Linked DNA regions of Rattus norvegicus: region 2 is linked to region 1. A link is a contact called in public Hi-C data. All regions are on one chromosome and are shown on one strand. The core of a region is the stretch at or near the end of the contact, and the rest is flanking DNA. Distances in the headings are between cores, read along the strand shown.

Region 1 (5,128 bases), core at 1,402-3,901:
ACATCCGTCTGGAAACAAAGTCACACCCATGGGTAAAGGCTCTGGGGATGGGGGTCGGGGTGTGCTTCTGGCCAAGTCCTTTGGGGTGGCAGACTTGGTTTGATGATGGTCCTGAATTGACAGCTCCCAGGCTGCAGAGTGTGGATGAGCAGGGGAGAGACCTGGGTTACCTGGGACACGTGTGTGTGTGTGTGTGTGTGTGTGTGTGTGTGTGTGTGTGTGTGTATATGTGTGTGTATATGTATGTGTGTATATAGTCTGTGTGTGTCTGTGTGTATGTGTGTATATGTAGTCTGTGTGTGTGTCTGTGTGTGTATATGTGTGTGAATACATGTGTGTCTGTATGTGTCTGTGTCTGTATATGTATATGTGTGTATGTGTGTGTCTCTGTATGTTTCTGTGTGTGTATGTGTGCTTGTGTATGTGTGTGTGTCTGTGTGTATGTGTGTGTCTGTGTGTGTATATGTGTGTGTGTCTGTGTGTGTATATGTGTGTGTATATGTATGTGTGTATGTAGTCTGTGTGTGTCTGTGTGTGTCTGTGTGTGAATACATGTGTGTCTGTATGTGTCTGTGTCTATATATGTATATGTATGTGTGTGTCTCTGTATGTGTCTGTGTGCTTGTGTATGTGTGTGTGTATGTGTGTGTATGTCTGTATGTATGTGTGTGTATGAGTGTGTGTGTGTTTATAGACCAGAAGACATTCCCAGGAGGAAGAGCCTTGCTCAACCAACCACCCACCTGTGCCTCACCAGGAACAGAGACGCTCTCCCCCTGCACAGACACTCCGGCATGAGCCCCAAAAGCGTGGGAATACAAACTGAAGGGAACGTGGGGTCTGAGGAGAGCTCCCCCTGCCTGCCCTGAGCCATGTTTGCAAAGATCCACAGACGTCCCAGCCAGAAGACAGAGCAGAGGACATGAGCAAGGGTGTGTCCCGCCCACCTGCCTCTCTGCCGCCCTGATCCATCCCAGCCCCATGTAAAGCAGAGTGTGATTTTGTTTGTGGCTCCTCCGATGCCAGGTGGGGATGCAAATACGAAAGCTGCTTTACATAAGGAAGAGGAAGCCATGTGGGCATGAGAGCCTGTTGCTTTAGAGGCCTCTGGGAGAGGGAAGGGAAGGAGGTTGTGACCACCTGTCCTCTGTTCTCCCAGACAAAAGCCCTGGCCCAGGGTCAGAGGGGCTCTCTACGGACCTTTCCCAGAGGGAGGAACATGGAGATCTATCCCAAGACATGAGACAGACAAACACAAACTTGGTTGTCTGAAGGACAGAACAAGATGGAGCATTCTGGAGCAGAGGCTGGGGATTGTCTGGGACCTAACTCCATGAAGGAGGACCTGGACCCCGAGCCTTGTGGAAGGAGTCCCTGCTAGGGTAGGAGTCTGGCGCCACCTAGCTCTGCATAGTCACGTAGGAGCCACATGACCTCTGAGGCCCCACTCTCTATAGCAGGAAGACGTCTAGCTGACTTTCAAGCCTGCTCTTTCCAGGTTTGCCAGCAAGTAGTTCATCGTGTCCCTGGCCTGGCTTCTCGGTGTCAGCTCAGACCATGATCCCATGGCCACCCTGTCTGTCCTCAGGTGTTCGTCCGCATGGCCACCGCCTCCCCACCTCACCTACTTCCTTGACCCCCTAGCAAGGCAAAGCCTAGCATGGCAGTTCTCAGACCAGCCCTTCCTGCAAACCCTTGCCTTCCTCCCACACACTCATGAAGAGGCCTGCAGACCACTGGCATCTCGGATTTCAGCTTTTGCTCCTGACTGGAAGATAAGAAGTTGTCTCCTTGTTACTTTCAGCTGCAGCTTCTCTGAGGGTCTCTGCCATCTTGTCTCTGAGGCTTGGAGCCGCACTTAGTCCGAAGGGTGGTTACACTGAGGGCCGAGGGGTCCCAGAACCCAGGGAGCCATTAGCAAAGGGTCCCCTAGAGAGAAAACAGCCCATCACTTGCAGTGGCCAGTGTGGGTGGCAGCGTGTGTGCCCAGTGTGGTGAGACTCTCTGCCATCCTCTAAACCTTGAAGAATGCCGGTGGGAGCCGTTATCGGCCATTTCAGAGTTTCTTTGGGACATTTGTTTTGTTCTAGAACTCAAGCTTCACTGGACCTCATGGCAGCGCTTCTTGCCTCAATTTCCTGAGAGCTGGGATTACAGGCCTGAGCCACCATACCCAGTCCGGTTTCAGGGTTGTACCCAAGGTCGGCAGAAGGAAGTATTAATAAGCTACATTAAAGCCACTCCACCCACGGCTCAAACCACCGCCAATCAATTCTGTACGAGCCGCTGCCAGGTCAGGCTCCCTGGGTGTTGATTTCCTGCTCCGGAGTATCAGTGAGTCATCTGCCTCCTCCTCTCCACTTTAACTGTGGCTCTGAGACCCGAGAGTCTGCAGAAGCGAGGTCACATGGCGTCTTTATTTAGTAGCCGGTTCCCAACTGGCAGGAGGGGAAGGACAGCCAGACACTTCCTAGAAACAGCTCCCTTTCAATTTCCGGAGCCCACAGCAGCTAGGAAGCTCGATGGTGTCTTAAATTCCTGGACTCCATGTCGGGCCGCTGACGTTCAAGACTTGGGGTGCTGACTAAAGGATGGGCTGGGGCAGAGACGCAAACGACAGGAAACAGACTTCCAGAGGGTAGGGCTTTGTGCCATGTGGCCACCAGGTGGCGCCCAGCGCTTCAAACTGCTAACATCAAGGGGCCAGGCTGGAGCCCTGTTAATCTCTCACAGATTAGTGCCGAGATGTTATGCCCCCAGGTGGGAGGCAGAAGCATGACCAAATGTCGCAGAATTATCCTGCATTCATTTAGACCAAGTTCATGTGAATGTCACGAGAAACTAAATTAACAACGAATTCCACGGGGGAGTTTTACTTCTATGTAAAACTCAGATCTGGCTGGTATAGGTTTCCCTCACAGCCTCCCAGACCAACATCTGAGCACACACACCATATCTGAGAGGACAAAGGACGGCAAGGCCCCCACTTCAAGACTTTTCAAGCACCTCTTGGGAAGGCATCACATACCTATAATCTCAGCACTTGGGAGACTGAGGCAGGAGGATCACCACAAATTCAAGGTGAGCCGAAGCTACAACTGTGACCCTATTTCAAAAACCAAGCAAGGAGGTCCACAGACATCATCTGTACCTATAAATCATGAATTGTAACCCAGCCACATGAGGCCTCTGGGAACTGGAGTCCTATGCACAAACATTGCTGAATTAAATAATTAATAATTAAGTCCCGGCTACGGGTTCTCTATCCACTTCAATGGTCTGTGTTCCCAAAGGAAAGACACATGTCTTAGTCACCACAATAGCTGGGCTACTGCTTAACCTCCACTGATAGAGTCTACCTCTTACTGATAATTCCAAGTCACAACTTAACTAAATTCTGTGTTCTGTCTTGGCTGCTCTGGAGTCAGAGAGCTACCCAACTGGGCCTTGCTCTGGGCCGCGCTCTCCCAGCTCCTTCACATGGTGGCCATGCCTCTCTGTCCTTCACTCTTCTCAGACATGGCATTTCTCCTCTCCACACTCTCCTGTCATGGCAGATCTTCCCTCTCCTTCTTCCTCTTAGCCCAAAGCCTGGGAAATTCTAAAAGTCCCGGTTCTGTCTGCCCTGCCCAGTCATTGGCTGCTGACATCTTTATTTACCAACCAGAACCAACTGGGGACAGGGTTCCTCAGCATCTTAACTGCGGACATGCAGACGATCGATCGTGCAAACAATTTGGGGGCCCAAATTAACATTAGAATGCAAGCAGCATAGGCCAAACCCACTACATTTCTCCCGTTCTCTCCAATTAAAAACACTCCTTTCTCTCGGACATAAATTGGACACGATTATAACAATTGTGCACATTATAAAGTATGTATACGCTTATAACATCTAGTCCATCATCTTTGGCAATTTAGATAAAGTATTCTATCTATCTATCTATCTATCTATCTATCTATCTATCTATCTATCTATCATCTATCCTAACTTAAAGAGTTTAAAATTCTGTACCTGAATTCTGTTTAATTTTAATCTGTTTAATTGTAATACCATCTGAAAACTATCCTTTCAAATCTAGAACCTCTTCTCTAATGTTAGATAACTTAAGTTCAATTATGAGACTATAACTAGTCTTCAATCCCGTCAGAGATCTGAGAAGGAATTAAATATTAACTGACTATGTAGGAAGCACAAAAGCATAGATTCCAGAGCTGCCTGGACAGTCCCCAGTATCCCTTATAATGTTGGAGCATTGGTCTTCAGCCTCTGGCCCAGAACATCTGACAGACCTTAACTGAAGCAGGAATTAAGAAAGTTCAGCTTACCCTGTCTTGGCAGAGCTTAACAGTAAACTACCCGGCATCCGATTTGCCCTTTTCTGGACAGCATTTGTCTGCAGAATGAATGAGGGTATTTCTTGCCCAGTGGCTTGCTTGCCACAATTGAAGTGACTCCTATCGGAGGTAATGATGCTCAATATCTTCTCTGAAGTGTGAGGGGGTGCTGTCAGAAGCAGACACGTCTCCTAGTCAAAATTTATAGATAGATAGATAGATAGATAGATAGATAGATAGATAGATAGATATAGATATAGATATCATATATATGATATCTAAAGTACACCCCCAAGTAATTTCAGGGTTCAGTTTTTGGGAAAGCACCAACATCCACCTCACTGTTGAGGTCACTGAACGCCTGTGCCTGCCGCCAGTTTTCCTGAGCCCTATAGCTCCCCACGTCTGAGGCCCCGCTCCCCTGCCTGCCTGTGTTCTGATGCTTCTTCCAGACTTGAACGTCACCATCTGTCTCCGTGTCCCATGAGAATCTCACCTCCAATGTGTCTAAGCCAGCTCTCAGCCACATACCAGTTCTGTGCTCCCTGAATGGAAAAGCCATAATTGTTTCTCAGTTTCATTGCATGCTGCCATAGACTTTTTTTTTAATGCGAAAACAATTTATGGGAGAACTGGGTATATTTCAGCCCACAATTCCAGGCTACAACCCATAGCATCAAGGAAGTCAAGGTACAAAAACCGGAGACATCTAGCTAGTCGCAGCCACAGTCAAGAGTAAAAGGCATGCGTGCCTGTGCTTGGCTTGCTGTGGCTTGTCCACCACAGAGAT
Region 2 (5,128 bases), core at 1,343-3,842, 86 kb before region 1:
ACTGCTGAATAAACATCCTTTCTCGCTCTTCCTGAACTCCGGCCGGTTCCACTCAGATGCTCTGGCTCAAACTCCTCTCCAAATTGATTCAATTTGGCTTCTCTTTCAGTCTCTGAAATAATTGCTCTGCTTGGCCTCGTAGTACGTCTGGCAATCTGTTCTAATCTTCTGGCTTCTCCTCATTCTCTGGGTTGTTCTGTCTTCACCTGTGTCTAGCTTGTTCTCTACAAGTCACAGTAACTGCCTCCTCTTTCCTTCTCTCTGCTCCCTCTTCTGTAGCTCCATGTTCCTCCTCTTGTGAGAGTTGGGCATATCCTGTTCTGTCCAGTCTTTCTCTGGCCCGTCACTTTGTCTGCCACTCAATTAGACACCACTTCCGAACATAGAGACTCCCTATTAAAAACTAACTTTACTCTCCTTGTTTGGGATTAAAGCTGTGTACTAAGGCATGTCTGTATTCTAGCAGAGGAATTAGAGGTGTGCTAAGAGTTACACCACAACTAGAAACTTTTGTTTTTTCAGTAAATAACCCAATCTTGGAGGTTCACAGCACAATCAAGCATCCTGCAACACTAGATTTGACGTTGCAAACATTTTTATGTAGGATATTGAAGTTCGCACTATGGCTAGTTGAAGCTGGAGAGATGGCACTTGTTCTTGCAGAAAGTCCTAGGTGTGGTCCTTTACATCCACTCGGAGGCTCACAATCATCAACATCTCTAGTTTCAGGGGATTCAATGCCCTCTTTCTGGCTACCTCAAGTACCAGACACACTCAGTGAAGCACATGCATACATGCAGGCAAACACAAAAAAAAATGTTAATGTAGCTAAATTTTTTGGCGACAAAATATTCACTTACCACACTATAGTTATACTGACAGAGCAGTTACACCTGTAGACTATGCTGTTAAAATGTTTTAAATATACTAGCTGTTCTTTTAATAAAGTTCATTTACCCCTAATAGCCTGTATCATGTTCCTAATAAGAATGTGTCTCCCCCCAATCCCAGAACTATTGTACACAATTCTAAAGGAAAATGGGTTAAAGTAAACTATTCAAAGTATTTTACTTTTATACAAACTGCTTTGTATAAAATTGTATACAAAGTACATTTCATTACTTTTTCAAAAATTTCCTTTCCTATAATGTACTTTGCTTTCATTTCAATAGATACTGGGTTTGTCAGTATTCTGTCCTTTGAAGTGGTCTATTTTGATAATACATGGTTTTTACTTTTGAGAATCACAATTTGACTATGAATGTTTAGTAGCCAAGAATTGTTACATACTATAAACAGTAATTGTGACTTTGTGGTCTAGTTTTTAAAACTTATTATTATAGTCTCATGGAAACTTCTTGAGCCAGGAAATATTTTAATATACCAATACCAAAGCGTGCCATTTAATAAATAGTTATTCAACTAAGTATATTCCTTTTTGATTTGTTTGCATTAGGGAAATTCCAATTTACTCCATTCAATATGGCACCAAACCAGATTCTCACTCAACTTCAGTAAACTGGGCATTTCGCAGGTTGCAGCATTCAACCCTGATTGATCCTTTTGAATACCTTAAGTTTCACACTGATCTTACTAGTTTTATTCCTTTTTTAACATAATTCAATTTGTTGTGGGGGGTATGAAGATTAAAAATAGTGGCAGTTCACACTGGTTAAGCTAAGGCAGGAGGATAACTAACTTTTGAGACCAGACTGGGTCTCAATGTGTTTGTATACTTCCTATTACTGTGACAAACCTGGCAAAAACAACCTGAGGAATTGTGTTGATTCTGGCTCGCAGATTAAAGGCGCTGTCTATCACAGCTCGGAAGGGATTTCAATATGAAACAGCTGTCACACTGCAACTGCAGGCTAGCAACAGCAATGGATGCTCAACTCGAATTTACCTTTTTATTCAGTGCATGCCCACTCCTTTGAGGGTGCAGTCCACATTCAGGGTACAGCTTCTGTCCAGTTCAACCTTTCTGGAAGCATCTTCACAGACATGCTCAGGGATATGTGTCTATGGTGATTCTAAAAGTAATCAAGTTGATACTTGGATAGGTGGATTTCTGTGGGTTCGTGGCCGACCAGGGGCTAAGACTGTATCTAAACAAACAAAAACAAAACAAACAAAAACCAGTAAATTGAAACTGTGCTCCTAAGGAAAAACAGGCTGTTGCTGTGTCGGTTTTACATTTTTTCATTCTTCCTGATAAAATTTCAAAAGGCAACATTTACGTGAAATTTTAAGACGGTACCAACTAAGGAACTAATAGATGCTTTTCGCCTGCATTGAGTACTATGTCCTAGTTACAGCTGACTTTCTGTAAGTCTTCCCTTATGATAAACGGCCAGGCCCCTTTTTTTTTTTTCTAAGTAAATGTAAAGAACGAATGAGTCTCGCAAACTGCAGCCAAGTAGAGGGTTGCTGGTTGTCTGGTATCCTCTAGATTCGGGTGCGGTTCCGGGATCCAATGCCTGCGTTCCTTTTCAACAGCCCGCTTTCTCAGGACTCCTTTACCCGAGCGCTGACGTCTCAGTTCCTCTCAAACCCCATTGGCTAAAGCCCACGCCTCTCGCCGCACAGATAGGTCACAGAACCTGGGCGCGGGGAGATGACGTCACACTAGCCGGACCGCGGTTGCTGGAGCTTGGGCCCTCGCAGCTGACCGCGAGTAGGGACGGGCTGCGACGGCGCTACGATGACCATTTGCCAGTTTTTCCTTCAAGGCCGGTGCCGCTTCGGAGACCGCTGCTGGAACGAGCATCCCGGCGCCCGGGGTGCGGCCGGGGCCCGGCAGCCGCCACCACAGCAGCAGCCGCCCTCAGGTGATGGCTGAGCCCTGAGCCAGGGTCACGTGGTGCAGACGCTCTCCTTCACCCTGACATCTGCCCTGGCTTCCGATGTTTCGCCCAGTAGTTGGGCTCGTTCTTTCCACTGGTTAGATGTGGACAGGCGTTTGGATTGGGTGCTACTTCCAAACTGCGTTTTTAATGTTGGTGAATGGCAGCGATTGGGAGAAGTCTCGTTCAGACTCTTTGCCCTACTCTCTTGTTCTTGATCACAAGCTCTTAAAATTTGGGCTACCTAGTCGGTAGCTTGAGACACCGGGCCAAGAATCTTACAGGTTTTGTGGAAAGGGTATTCAGGAACCAGACATTAAACCAGCATAACACAAGGTTTCAAAAGTCAAAGATAAATACGTTTTATTCTCTTAATTTTTTATTTGTTTTATTTGTTTGGCTTTTTTTTTTCTTTTTGGCTTTGTTGTGGTGGTGGGTTTTGTTGTTCTTTGTTTGTTTGCTTGCTTTGGTTTTGGTTTTTAGGTTTTTAGAGACAGTATTTCTCTGTGTAATAGCCCTGGCTGTCCTGAAACTCTTCTTTGTAGACCAGGCTGTCCTTGAACTCACAGAGATCAACCTGCCTCTACCTCCTGAGTGCTTAATTAAAGTCATGTGCCACCACTGCCCAGTTCTTATCGAACCGGAACCTAGTTCTTGACGGTATCAGTGGGTACTTCTCTTTCCCCTTCTCTTTAAGACCCCTCCAGCTCCCGGTTGCATGGTAGTTTGATGTTTCTACTCTTCGTGGAGAAGGCAGATTGTATCATCTACAGTCTTGTCTAGTGAAGGACTCCAAATTAGGATTCAGGGTCGCATAGATATTGATGTACTCCGGGACTGCTAAGAGTAATGTTTGGTTTCTGGAAACCTACTTTAAATGTAGTAATTTGCAAGTAAGTGTTCAGTAGATAGATAATTAGGTGAAAAATAAAATATAAATAAAACTTTAGGATGAAAATAAAGAAAAAGAATGCTTTGGAATTTTAAGGCTAAAATTATGGCCACTGAGCGGCAGCATAAAGGAAGTTTTATTTCCATGCTGTGTAATCCCCCAGCAACAGATTTGGAACTTCAAAACAAAATGCCATAATGCCATTAATTCCTGCTTCAGAGATCAGTTCAGCTGCCTTCTTTCTCTTTGGATTTATTGAGTAGTTTAGAATATGGGTACACCCATTGCTCTGTTTTTAGTATATATTAAATGGCATATTTTCTAAATTCTAAGATAAATTATTTTATCCTAGCATCATCTGGGAAGTGATAAGATTAAAAACAATATTGAAACCTCAACAAGTCCAGTTAGCTATTTTTTAATATATTTATGAGTTGTGAAAAACCTACACTGTACTTATCCACCTATTAGTATGTTCCGTAATCTCCGTATGAAGGATAGGTGGGTGGGCACTGTGTTCACAGAGTAAAGACTGGGGCAATGCCTTTTAAATACCTATTTAACTACAGAAAGCAAAGTTTAACCCTTTTTATTGTCCAGTTTATTGATTGTTCTCTTTCATTCATTGTCTCCGTATGGCCCAGTGCAGAAGCACACACACATCCAGTGCTAGGTCAAACAGAGGTCCTGAGCATGCCTGGCTTACCCCAAAGCTTTTAGAGATATTTAGAGTATTTTTTAATTTATTCCCCCCATGGTCAATTTAATAGGCTTAACACTGAACTCAGCGATATATTTCTATATTTCTATGATCACACTGATCTCATCTTGTTGCCTTTTGTCGATTTGGGTTTTGGGTTTCTTATTTGCTTTTTGAGATGGGACCTCACTATGTAGCCCTGGCTGACCTGGAATTTAGAGGTCTGCCTGTCTCTCCCTCCACAGTGCTGGCCTTGATATTATTTTTTAATGTAAATAGAACTTCATGTGATTTGTTATAACATATAATAAGCTGTAAATCAGAAAGAGATCGCCATTTAAGACTAGTAGAAAATAGCACTTTATTAGCCTTTGTATAATTTCAAGACATAAGATAAAATGTTATAGAGATTTTCAAGATTTGAAAAAGTTACCAATTTTCTGGTTGTTTTGTTGATGATTTCAGGGGGTAACCGTCGGGGGTGGAATGCAGGCAGCCAGAGGTACTCCAATGTCATCCAGCCGTCCAGTTTCTCCAAGAGCACGCCCTGGGGTGGCAGCAGAGGTCAGGACAAACCGCCCTTCGGCCCTTTTGATTCTGGAGCTTCTACCAGCAGAGGCTTTGGGTCACCTCAAAACCCTTTTGCCTCACCTCTCTCTGATGAGCAGAAAGATGAAAAGAAACTTCTGT

Evidence for each region. A called contact is a pair of places that touch in the nucleus more often than the background predicts.
Region 2: a Hi-C map of the A7r5 cell line shows a contact between it and region 1, with 1.7 times the contacts expected there. The contact joins the promoter of Nup42 here to the enhancer-like site in region 1. A contact is called at or near these places in 2 of 12 Hi-C or Micro-C datasets (the A7r5 cell line and the Rat2 cell line).

Annotation. Positions count from the first base shown.
Region 1 is chr4:11,806,839-11,811,966 of GRCr8, reverse strand. All of the region lies in intron 1 of LOC108350647 (a long non-coding RNA gene), which reads right to left. Among named protein-coding and RNA genes, the nearest start is that of Nup42, 86 kb to the left of the region's middle. Within about 2 kb of position 2,651, at least 33 of the 93 cell types and tissues checked have an H3K27ac peak or open chromatin away from gene starts, as enhancers often do. A contact at or near this core is called in the A7r5 cell line, where this site is marked.
Region 2 is chr4:11,892,455-11,897,582 of GRCr8, reverse strand. Nup42 (nucleoporin 42) reads left to right here and starts at 2,592. Exons shown (of 7, transcript NM_001109217.1): 1 at 2,592-2,831; 2 at 4,904-5,126. The coding sequence starts at 2,705. It overlaps LOC134486544 (a long non-coding RNA gene), which reads right to left and starts at 2,732. Exons shown (of 2, transcript XR_010065741.1): 1 at 2,604-2,732; 2 at 581-2,108.